Linked DNA regions of Mus musculus: region 1 is linked to region 2. Evidence: chromatin contacts called from public Hi-C data. All regions are on one chromosome and are shown on one strand. Each heading gives the region's core, a stretch centred on a gene start, on an enhancer-like site or on the middle of the called end of the contact. The rest is flanking DNA. Distances are from core to core; before and after follow the strand shown.

Region 1 (5,554 bases), core at 370-2,869, 67 kb after region 2:
TTCTCTTTTAAGATGAATGCTCTTATACCCATTCCACACTGTGAAAACAGAGGTCTGGAGACTAGGTAACCTGTCATGTTCACCAGAGGTAGAACAGGGTATGGACCATCCTAGCTCTACCCATTGGCAGAGCTTACATACCTAAGTGCTAGGCCAGGGTGTTACTAGAAGAACATGGAAGGAGTATCTCCATCCCTGGTCCTCAATTGGTCCTCAGCCTCATCTCCCAAGGGCTGCCTGATCTTCAAGCTCTACACCAAGTGAAACTTTAGGAAAATACCCAGGAAATTCAATTCTATGGTTTCTCTCTGAAATAGAAACACTAACAGTTTTGCTGTGTTTATGGTGTCTTCACAACATTCTCAGCCCCAGGCATTTGCCCTAACATCTACTGCCCACGTCTTTACAGCTGTAGGAGTTTCCTCTTGTATATGATTGTACTTTGCATGATTGTAGTTACCTACAATCTAAGAATGCCATATGGAAAATTCCAGAAACTGTTCATAAGTTTTTACTTGCACATACTTCTGAAATGTCATGTGCCCTGTTCTGTCCTACTGAGCACATGTATCACCCTTTTGTCTCATGTATCTGTGCTGTGTTCAATATCTACCACTTAGTACCCTAAGAGCCTCTTGGTCATTGGACTAACTGTGGCCTTAGTATATCATCATAGTGTTCTGTATTACCATCAGTCATTATTGGTAGCCTCTCTCTGTGCCTATAACTTTTATTATAAAAAGGGGATGTAAGAGTTGTCCTAGCTGACCCTAGTTCTTATGTGGGCCTTTGAACTAGGTTTGGGAACCAAATTACTTCAAGACTATTTTACAAGAGAAAAGCATGTGGCCTTTCTTAATTCTAAGTGCATACAGGGCCCTTGAGAAGAGAATAAAGTCCAAAGTAATGGGCATTTAATTTGTAAAGGAATGAGTGGAGGGGTGGGTGTCTATCTGGATCAGACTGCTAGTTCTAAAGCTAGTGAGACAGAAGTGAGAGGGTGTAGAAAATCAGAGTTAGCTCAGGGTGTGTTTACATAGGTTCATTCCATCCATCCCTAGCTACAGGCCTATGGTGATCAAGGCTGCCTCTCTGCCTTGGCATGAGGAAGAACATGGCTCCCCAAAGACCCTTTTTATGGTTTGCTGTACATAGGAAAGGACAGGCCAGATGGCTGTTTCTGAGGTCACAGCTCCTTGACGATTATTTTAGCTTCAAATAATCAATGTACCCATTTGGCCAACTTTGAGGGGTCAGTACTTAACCCCTTCATGTGCAGGAAAACTCCAGACGCTTTGGTGTTGTCTGTAACCAGTTTCAGGAATTATCTGGCCGTCTGGGAATGTACTCCCTGTATGAGGAAATGCTTGAAGTGGATTGAGAAGTTTGTCTATCAGAGAAGGCAAGGATTTTAGCCTGGCCTTGGCCTCCTTTCTCAGTGGGTGGAAGATGGATTGTTGTTTAAGGGGCCTCAGCTCAGTGGGAGGGCTTGGGGGAGGGGGAGTTCTGGAGATCCCATTTCTGCCCCAGGAATCCCTTTTACTCCTCATCCCACCGGGCCTCTGCTTCCGGCCACTTCCTCTGTTGGCCCCTGAAATGAAAGCCTGGAATCTGAGTCAGAGGAGCAATGATGGCATGGTGGCAGAGGCTAGCCTAAAGTCTTGCTTTTAGAAGAACAGGGAGGTCTCTGTATTCTGCACACAATTTCTACCCAACCCAGCACCAGAGATTTTAAAACTACATACTCCAGTTACTTAAACCTCATCAGGGGATTTAACAGGCCTTTAAAGTTTATTGATTAAGTGTGACCTCACCACTTCAGGTTCTATGAAATAGTATTTAAAGCTGTACCTTCAAGTTAACTAGCCCTCTTTCCTCAGAGCAGAATGGGCACCGTTACTCTTTCTCAAACTCTATATTAGTTTCTGGTTGAGAAAATAGAATAAATAGAAGACTTCATGTTCACATGAAACCTTTAATATTCTGGTATTTTCATTCATTCATTCATTCATTCATTCATTCATTCATTCATTCATTCAAAGGTTACATGAATAACCAAACAGAATGTTCAAGTTCTTTCCTTTTGACATTCCCAACTTTATTTTTGGATTCTTTATAATCAAAATTTGCACTCCTGGAGCTAATCTGATTTACTTGAATTTTGAGAATCTCAGAACATATGACCAGTTAATTACGTGGTCTAACTGGGGTATGATTTCTTTCCACATTTATAGAAAATCCTAGAGAGGCAATACTGTTAGAGAAGCTGCGTTTGCAAAGGGGCAAAGAGCATGCCTTTGGGGGCTATCTGAATATCTCTTTATTTGCTTGGTTTCCTGTATGGGAAATTGGAGGGAGACCCACGGGAGTCAACACATGCTAACTGGGGAAATAGATGTCTCCCTTTCAGGTTCTTAGTCTTGTTTATAAAAGAATCTAGGAATAGACTCAAAAGGAAATTTGAGGGTTGTCGCTACCGTCTCCGACCATCAGAAAAGAAGCGACGAAATCGACGTCCTTCTCAAGGCAGTTTATTCAGGAACTTCACAAATGTGTAGGAAAAAGAATCCCCCGACCTCTCTCGGCCATCCCCCTTTATCCCCTCCAGTCCACACCCCCTCACCCCAGTCCACGTAGGCACAGTTCATTGGCTCAGGACTATATTCACATCATCCGATCTTACTTCGTGGTGCATCTGCACAATGCAGCTCAAGGTACGTGGTTATCTTGAGGAATATGAGGAAGTCAGGTGCCAGGCATAAGACTTGGCAGCAGTCCCAGGAGCCATCTTGGGGCCTCAGCCACACCCACTCCTCACAGAGGGTAATTCCATTCAAGTTTAAAAGAAAAACCCTGTTGGGTTGTTGTCTCAGCAGCTGCCCCCCAAAGGAGCTAGAGAAGAGGAAGAGAAAAGGCCATGCTATCTGAATGAGGTCTGGGGTCAGCCACAGGGTGGACCAGCAGCCTCCTGGAGAGGAGGAACGCTCTAGAGAAAGAGTGAGGCCACAGAGTTGGGAAAGCTTGCTTAGAGAAGAGATCAAAAGGGACAGGAAGAAGAAGGTTGCTTTTCCTGAGCAATTCAGAAGAGCAGCCAACTGATGGTGCTGCCAGCCCGTGGCTGTGTGTGCTACTGCGAAAGGAGTTGGGAACCCTCGAGGGAGGCGCGGATTGTCTTAAAGGGCTGCTTGTTCCCCCTATCTCTTTAGAATGGCTTTAGGTGAACTGGCCTTCCCAAGGGGTGGTCTTTTGGCCGGGTGATTATTAGCCTACCTCTATGGGTTACCAACTTCTGTGTTTTGAGCACCTTGGAATGGTACATCTCCACCCAGGCCAGAGAAGTAGATGTTTCCTAATGGGCCTCAACCAAGTCCTGGTCACAGCTACTGTAACACTTGGACAGGAGAGCTGAAGTCTTCAAATGAAGAAGACACACTTTTAACAGGCTTGCCAGTATACACCTTTTAGTCCAATGAGCAGTGGAGAGAGGCAGGGAGAGGTAGGCAGGTCTCTGAGTTTGAGGCCAGCCTGGTCTACATAGAAATTCCAGGTAGGCAAGGCTACATAGTGAAACCTAGTCCTTTATTGTTAAGGTTTATTTATTTATTTTATGTATTTGAGTACACCATTGCTCTCTTCAGACACAACAGAAGAGGGCATCAGATCCCATTACAGATGGCTGTGAGCCACCATGTGGTTGCTGGGAATTGAATTCAGGACCTCTGGAAGGGCAGTCACATCACCCAACTTTACAGAAAAGTATATTGAATCTGAAAAAATCAAGTAAATGCAGTTTCCTTCATGGAGCACCCTTAGGTTTGGTGTGTCTTAGACCATGGAAGGAACTTAGCCTGCTTAATTCCCTGGGTGTTGGAGGGGTCCCCACACTGTTTTGTGATGTAAGTGCCTTGTTCCCCCACTTCCCAGATGGAAACTTCCCAGTGAGCAAAATCGCCAAGAGCTTGGGTGAACTCCTTCCAGATTGCAAGCATAGGACATGGAGGTGCAACTAGGGCTGATGGCCACAAAGGCTGGCTCAGAAGCCCAGGGTGGACTTCCCCTGACACTTCCTAGTGTGCGGGCCCCATGAGTTCTTTTTGAGGATGCATTTGTGATTTATGCATAGAAAGCACTTACCTGGGATCTGGGGTTCACCAGTTAGGCTAGGCTGGCTGGCCAACGAGCCCCAAGAGTCTTCACCACGTTTCCACTTCCTCAGCAGTGGGATCGCAGGCACACACCTTCATGCCCAGCTTTTCCCATAGGTGCTGGATCCTCGTGTCATGCAACAGACTCTGGGCTGACTGAGCTATTTCCCAAGTCACGTGTGTATGTGTGCAGGTGTACATATGTGCGTGTATTTGTGTGTGTGCAGAAAAGTTCACTTGCTGGAAAGATCTTACTTGTCTTTCTGAGGGTCAGGCTTATTTCATCTAATGTGATATCCAGTTCTGTCTGCTTTTCTACAAGAGACATAATTTCATTGTTCTTTATGGAGCAGATAAACTTCTATTGCCTATCTATGTACCACATTTTCCTTATCCACTCATCCACTGATTGACAACTAAAGTGGTTCTATGTCTTGGCAGGTTTGACTCATGCTGCAGTGGCTGTGGATGTACAAGCATCCCTGTGGTATGCTGAGTTAGAGGCCTTCGGGTACATACCCAAGAGGGATCGCTTTATCAAATGGTAGTTTTGTTTCCCACTTTTAGAGGAACAGACATTTGTGTCACTGGGGAATCCAAGGTTCCTTTCTGCATTCTTAGACTTACTGATAAGAGAATTTTACAATGGACTCAGCAAGGAGTTGACATTTTTAATAAAGTTTGAAAGGAAAACAGTGGGGCAGGAGAGCTGTGAACCTTGGCAGCTTTGGGGAGGACAACGAAGGAGAACCAGAAAAGAGTCACATCCTTTTAAGTACAAGAGCATGTTCAGCATGTTCAGCATGTTCAGCAATGGAGGTCAGAGAGCAACTGGAGCATAGGACAGGAGGGGAGATTCATGGAACCAATGAGAAAGCCCAGCGTCAGGGAACACGTGCTTGGCTTTTACCCAGAAGCTGAAAAAGATAAAGAGAAGGCAAAGCTTGCTCGGTGTCCCCAAACAAAAGGACACATGGTTAGAAGTAGAGTCTTATTTTAAAAAGGGAAACTATTGGAAGTCTTAATGGCACACACCTTCAATCCCCTAGTGCAGGGCGGAGGCAGGGGCAGGCTGATGTCTGTGAGATCAAGACCATCCTGGTCTATGCATTGAGTTCCGAGACAGTCACTTGGTGGTGAGATCCAGTTTCACTAAAGGAAGGGATGTACTCCAGAGAATATCATTAGGCTGCTGAGCCGAGGGGAAAGCCCCCAGAGAGTTGGGCCACAGGCTGCACAGCCCTTTGTGAGACATTTCTAAGGTATCCGTTTCTCCTGTTTGTATAGCTCTGGATTTCTTGCGTTTGTTCTGTTCCTTAGGTGAGGCCCAGGTAGGGAAGGGCTGCCAGTCTTTCTCTGTCAACTGATTTCTTTGGTATGTTCATCTTAACGTGTCAGTCTGGTAGTTC
Region 2 (5,897 bases), core at 549-3,048:
TGCTCCAAATAACTCTTAAAATCAGTTTCTTATCTTTCCAGGGAGGACGGTTTGGTTTGATTTGGTTTGGTTTGGTTTTTCAAGACAGGCTTTCTCTGTATAGCCCTTGGGCTGTCCTGGAACTCGCTCTTTAGACCAGGCTAGACTCAAACTCAGAGAGATCTGCCTGCCTCTGCCTCCTGAGTGCTGGGATCAAAGGCTTGCACCAATGGGGTATAGCTCAGTTGATTTGGTGTTTGCCTACTGTGCACTAGGCAGGACTCATTTAAATATCTGCTTATGTTAAAGGTTTTTTAAATAATCATTTTATATTAAACTGGTTAAATGAAACTACTCTATATATGAATGTACATACATATATAAGAAACATTTACACATAGGTAATATACATATTTAGGGCCTTTAATACATTTACCTAAACTTATAAGAGGCATAAGACTTAAAAGATCTTAAATTTAGCTTCAAAAGTAAAAGAGTGAAATATGTAAAAATTTTCACATAACTTTAAAAAATATATCAATTCCTGAATATTTAATATCTACCCTATCCACTGACTCAGTGGACAGATAGGAGCAGCAAACAGAATCCTTTCAGTGTCTGTCAAATCCATTGTATTTATCAGCTTTGCATGACTGTAATATGATATGATATTACTATAATAGCAGAGACAACTAACTTAGAGGAAAAAAAGGTTTCTTTTGGCTTGCAGCACCCTTCAAGGGCATGCCTTCAGTGACCAAAGGACAGTCCATGGGCACACCCCTTAAGGGTCCACACTATCCCCATTAGCACTATCCCATTTGCACACAAACTTTTGGGGAGCACGACTTGAATTCAACCCATAGTATTCTCTATGTTTGGGGGGTTGTTTATGTTTATCTTTTTAATTTTTTAATTAAAATTGCTTTTATGCAATATTTTGATCATGTTTTCATCTCCCCCCACCGTTTTCTCCCAGATACCCACCAAACCTCCCTCATATTCCCTCCCTGCCCCCCACCTCAGAAGAAAACAAAACATCAAAAGAAATAAACAAATATTCAATAAGACGGGAAAAATGCCAAAATTTTGTTTTGTTTTGTTTTGTTTTGTTTCTGGGATAACAGGGTGTGGTCATGGAAGATAGAATCTTTAAAATGGCTCTAGTTTGGCTGGAAAGATGGCTCAGCGGTTAAGAGCACTGACTATTCTTCCGGAGGTCTTAAGTTCAATTTCCAGCAACTACATGGTATCTCACAACTATCTGTGATGGGATCTGATGCCCTCTTCTGGTGTGTCTGAAGAGAGTGACAGTGTACTCACATACATAAAATAAGTAAATAAATCAAAAAAAAAAAAAAAAAAACCCTCTAGTTCATCCCAGAAGTAAAGCAGATCCTTCTACCCACCTTGAAGTCTTCTTGGCCAAACATGGACATCAGGCCTGAAACTGCAACTCAGTCAGGCAAGCAGTGTACCACAGATAACCCCTAGTCATCACCCACCCTCTCTCCCCTTCTGGCATTCCCCCAGCGGTATAGAGAATGGACAATGAGACATTCTCATATCTATTAAGCCATACTTTTTCCAGTTTTCAACACCTAGTGACAGTGACATCATAAAAATAAAACTTGTGACCCAAACACTGGTTTTCCATCTAAAGATGACATAATTGGTTCACTTTAGCCATTATGTTAAACTGTACAACCATGACTGGCCCTGAGGTGAAGATCTCTTCCATTCTTACGTAGAGGAGAAACCACAGCCCAGCCAGGCATCTCTGAGCAGCCGCCAGGCAGGCAGGCACACAGGGCAGAATGTAGAAGGTGCATTATGTTGTTACATTGTATCCAGAAGCAGCTGTCTCAGCAGCCAGTGCAAGGAAAACCTTTGTTTACTTGCAGCGATACAAGCATCCAAGGGCCTTTCAAAAGACCTCTCTTAAAAGCTCATGTTCATGTGCTTTGAGAAAAGCAAGATTTTATTTTGTCTATGGAGAGTGGCTGAGGTTCAAACTCATTCTCTTCTATGTGTAGGTTATCTGGGTGTGCCGTTACTTCTTGTTGAAAATGAGATTTGCTTTTAACTTTAATAGTTCAAAAGAGCTGGGAAGGTGGTGCACGCCTTTAATCCCAGCACTTGGGAGGCAGAGGCAGGCAGATTTCTGAGTTTGAGGCCAGCCTGGTCTATTAAGTGAGTTCCAGGACAGCCAGGGCTGTACAGAAAAACCCTGTCTCGAAAAACGAAAAAAAAAAAAAAAAGTTCAAAAGAAGTATGGTAAACTTATCTTTTCAATACTATTGACAATGTAAAACTATCTAGAAGCTAGGGTTGAGCAGTTTTTAAGGTGTGTATTCTAGAAACTCTCGTCTACAACAGTGATAGCATTCGTGATTGGCAAAGCCTTCATCTGGAGTCGGAACAAGAAGGTAGACGGGAGAAGGAAAGAAGTCAGGAAAACTGTAAGCTGAGTAGGAGAGTCATCACCAAGCCAGGTTTAGCTCCTAGGCCCAAGCCTAATGTGCTACCTTTAATTTCCCTCGAATAATTTGCTTTCAGTTTAAGAAGACTTTTAATGAGAAAGGGATTCTCATGAACAAAATCCTCAAATTGTATCCAAGTATCCCCATGGGCAAAACACTCTGTCAGCGTAGATATGCTGCCCACTCAGCCTCATGCCATACACAATGTCTTCCCTCCTTTTCGTACAGCACTGGCCATGCTGGAGCCTGGGTTTAGTGTCTCCTACACGACCTCAGCACTTTACATATGCCGGAAGTTTTCCTTGTTTAAATAGAGAACAGTGTTATCTCCTTGGCTGAATTGGCAAGCAGTCCCTCTGTGTGGGATTGCTCCTGAGAGCTTTGCCACATCCTGGCTGTGGACAATCATTTGTGTTCATGGAATTGATCCTGCATTTTAAGGAAGAGCTACTACATCTGCCCATTCCTCGAGGAACAGCTTCAAGTTTAGGCTCTGTCTCAAATGAAATACTGTCTTCACAAGCAGACAGGCATCTGAGAAGGGCGGACTTTAATTATGTGGGGAACACAGAGAACGTGCTTGTACAGGTACTCTGTGCGGTGATGCTTGACCAAAATTATGGTACAGCATTTGGTCCTACTAAGATGGGCCTTTGTGTTGCCTAGAAGCAGAAGAAGAGAAGAGAAGAGCAGTGGGGATACCTCCCCCACTTGGGGGCTTCTATTCTTACGTTTTCTGGATAGTCCTGCAGGTATCAGCTTAGATGTCAAGGATACGACATCACTCCTTCGGTCCTCAGCATCCTGCTGTACAAGTGTTGGATATCTAGAGAAGGAGAGGTTGTACTAGGGAAAGAGGGGCCACTGCTACAAAGGCACTGAGGGAGCTCATGTTCAAGAAGAGAAGGAAATCCAGGTGGTGGGAGTGTGGGATGAGGGAAACAGGTGCTAAACCAGTGACCTGAGCTGGGGAGAGGGCCTAGGTGTCACACTAATGGAAGTACAGTTCTGGTCCCATTCTGCAGACCAGAGAACCAAGATCAGGGTAGTTATGTCCCACATCCCTGGAAAGACATCATTGCAAATGCACATAGCACCGTAGCGATGATTAGCGGGGTGTGGTGATAGAATCACCTAAGCGAGAGAATCCCTAAGTTTGAATCTTTGCTGAAGACAGAGTGGAGTTAAACATAATGTGGCGTCGTATATTGTTATTAGACGCGTTCTCACGACCGGCCAGGAAGAACACCACAGACCAGAATCTTCTGCGGCAAAGCTTTATTCTTACATCTTCAGGAACAGAGTGCAAGAAGCAAGAGAGCAAGAAGCAAGAGAGAGAGAAAAGCAAGAGAGAGAGAAAAGCAAGAGAGAGAGAGAACGAAACCCCGTCCCTCTTAAGGAGCATTCTCCTTCGCCTCGGACGTGTCACTCCCTGATTGGCTGCAGCCCATCGGCCGAGTTGACGTCACGGGGAAGGCAGAGCACAAGTAGTCATAAGATACCCTTGGCACATGCGCAGATTATTTGTTTACCACATAGAACACAGGATGTCAGCGCCATCTTGTAACGGCGAATGTGGGGGCGGCTCCCAACATCTCCCCCTTTTTCTTTTAATAAGAGCAAATAGGCCACCCATATTAATGAGAGTGGAGATAGAGGTCAAATCCCCAGTGTGTAGGTAAAGGAGCCATGTACAGGATTAGCTCTTAGGCTCACAAGCTTTTACCCAGAGCAACCCTGACCTGCTCCCGTGTCGTTTTGCCTGGGGGAAGGGAACTAGGACACTGAACCTTCATGAAAGATGACATGTCTCCCTAGAATAGGCTCATATATGCCGCAGAGCCTTTCCATTGCAGTGCTTAGCCTTGCAACTCTCTCGGGCTGCTGAAGCACACTCACTCTATCCCGTGCAATGAGACTAGCCTCGTGGGATATAAGAGCTGAGTGGCCAGCGACCTATTGCCTAAGCATAGATATATCATATATCAGGGGGAGCTCCATGTTCTAGTCCTGCAAGCGCCTGGGCAATAACCACCTTGTCTCTCCTAGTTTGGGCCTTAAGCTTACAGACCAATCAAAGAAGCAACACTAATCCACAGCAAAGTGTATCTCCAAATAATATTAATCCCACCCATTTTTTAAAGAAAGAAAATGCTGAGGAGATCCAATTGGGTAATCCTTTGGTCAGCGACAGGTCCAAGCGCGTGGAGTTGACCTGAAGTCTCAATTCCCGAAGGATCTGTTCAAATTCAGCCATCCAATTCTGTAACATATACTGAAAAAGACTTTTTGACAATTTAGCTGCCCTAGTAAATTTAACATACTGAATGGAAATAACACACAATCCCGGAAACTTTTGTTCACATCCCAGCTGAGTTATTTGTCATAATACATCTAGTTGTATCTGGACAAGATCTATGAGTTGATTAACCAGCATGAGACCTCTCTGTATCTTGACATTAGCTGAGGCCTGTTCATCTATGACTGTAGTCACTGAGGCTGACAAAGTGTTAATGGTGTCAGTCGTCTGGACCTGTCCAGACAGAGCCAAGGCTGTCTGAATTAAGGCTAAACCCAGTTCCCAGTTAGTGGTAAAAAGCAGGAGAATACTTGAGCATTATACATCACCGTCATTGGGAGTGGAAATGTCGACATTATCCCCCAACGCTGCTCTCTCTTTATTATTGACGCCCTGGACATCACCAAGACGAGGGACATTAGTATTCCCTTGGTCAGTCTGGATTTTTCGGGTGAGTCTTTCTGGTATCCAAAATGGGTTGTTTTCATTCTGTGGGAAAACACAGATAGCTCCCCTGGATCTTATCAAAATAGGATCCGGGCCATACCATTTATTATCAAGAACATTTTTCCATTTAACCATCTCATTGGGCCTATCTGGCTCTGAACAATGACGTTCAGCCGCAGTATGGCCATGAGCATCAATATTTAAAAAATTGAGTGTAAAGAGTGCCAAAGACACCGACACTCTTGGTGCTCGGGGTACAGTCTCCTCAAAAGTTCCCCTCTTCTGTTTTATAAGATAGGCTTTGAGGGTGCGATGCGCACGCTCAACAATACCCTGTCCTTGAGGGTTGTATGGAAGTCCAGTCAGGTGGGTTACGTCCATCTGACGGCAGAACTGCTGAAATTTTTGGGACGTATAAGCTGGTCCATTATCAGTCTTAAGGAGTCTGGGTTTCCCCCAAGCACTCCATGCCTCAAGACAATGTTGAATCACATGTGAGGCTTTTTCTCCGGTTAACGGAGAGGCAAACATGATGCCAGAACATGTGTCAATGGACACATGGAGATATTGAAGTTTTCCAAAGGAAGAAACATGTGTAACATCCATTTGCCAGACCTGTAGAGGTCGAATACCGCGTGGGTTAATTCCCACATGAGGAACTGGCAAGAACTCACAGCAGCTTTGACATT

Evidence for each region. Hi-C and Micro-C count contacts between places; a contact is called where the count stands out from the background.
Region 1: a contact with region 2 is called in a Hi-C map of Sertoli cells, with 2.0 times the contacts expected there. The contact joins two enhancer-like sites. A contact is called at or near these places in 4 of 484 Hi-C or Micro-C datasets (the HL-1 cell line, Sertoli cells, embryonic stem cells and 1 more) and 1 of 9 other capture datasets (pancreatic islet).

The regions. Positions count from the first base shown.
Region 1 is chr2:145,688,777-145,694,330 of GRCm38.p6, forward strand. No RefSeq gene overlaps it. Among named protein-coding and RNA genes, the nearest start is that of BC039771, 9.6 kb to the right of the region's middle. Within about 2 kb of position 1,620, at least 18 of the 459 cell types and tissues checked have an H3K27ac peak or open chromatin away from gene starts, as enhancers often do. A contact at or near this core is called in Sertoli cells, where this site is marked.
Region 2 is chr2:145,621,568-145,627,464 of GRCm38.p6, forward strand. The region is part of intron 15 of Slc24a3 (solute carrier family 24 (sodium/potassium/calcium exchanger), member 3); the gene reads left to right. Among named protein-coding and RNA genes, the nearest start is that of Gm52530, 33 kb to the left of the region's middle. Within about 2 kb of position 1,799, at least 6 of the 459 cell types and tissues checked have an H3K27ac peak or open chromatin away from gene starts, as enhancers often do. A contact at or near this core is called in Sertoli cells, where this site is marked.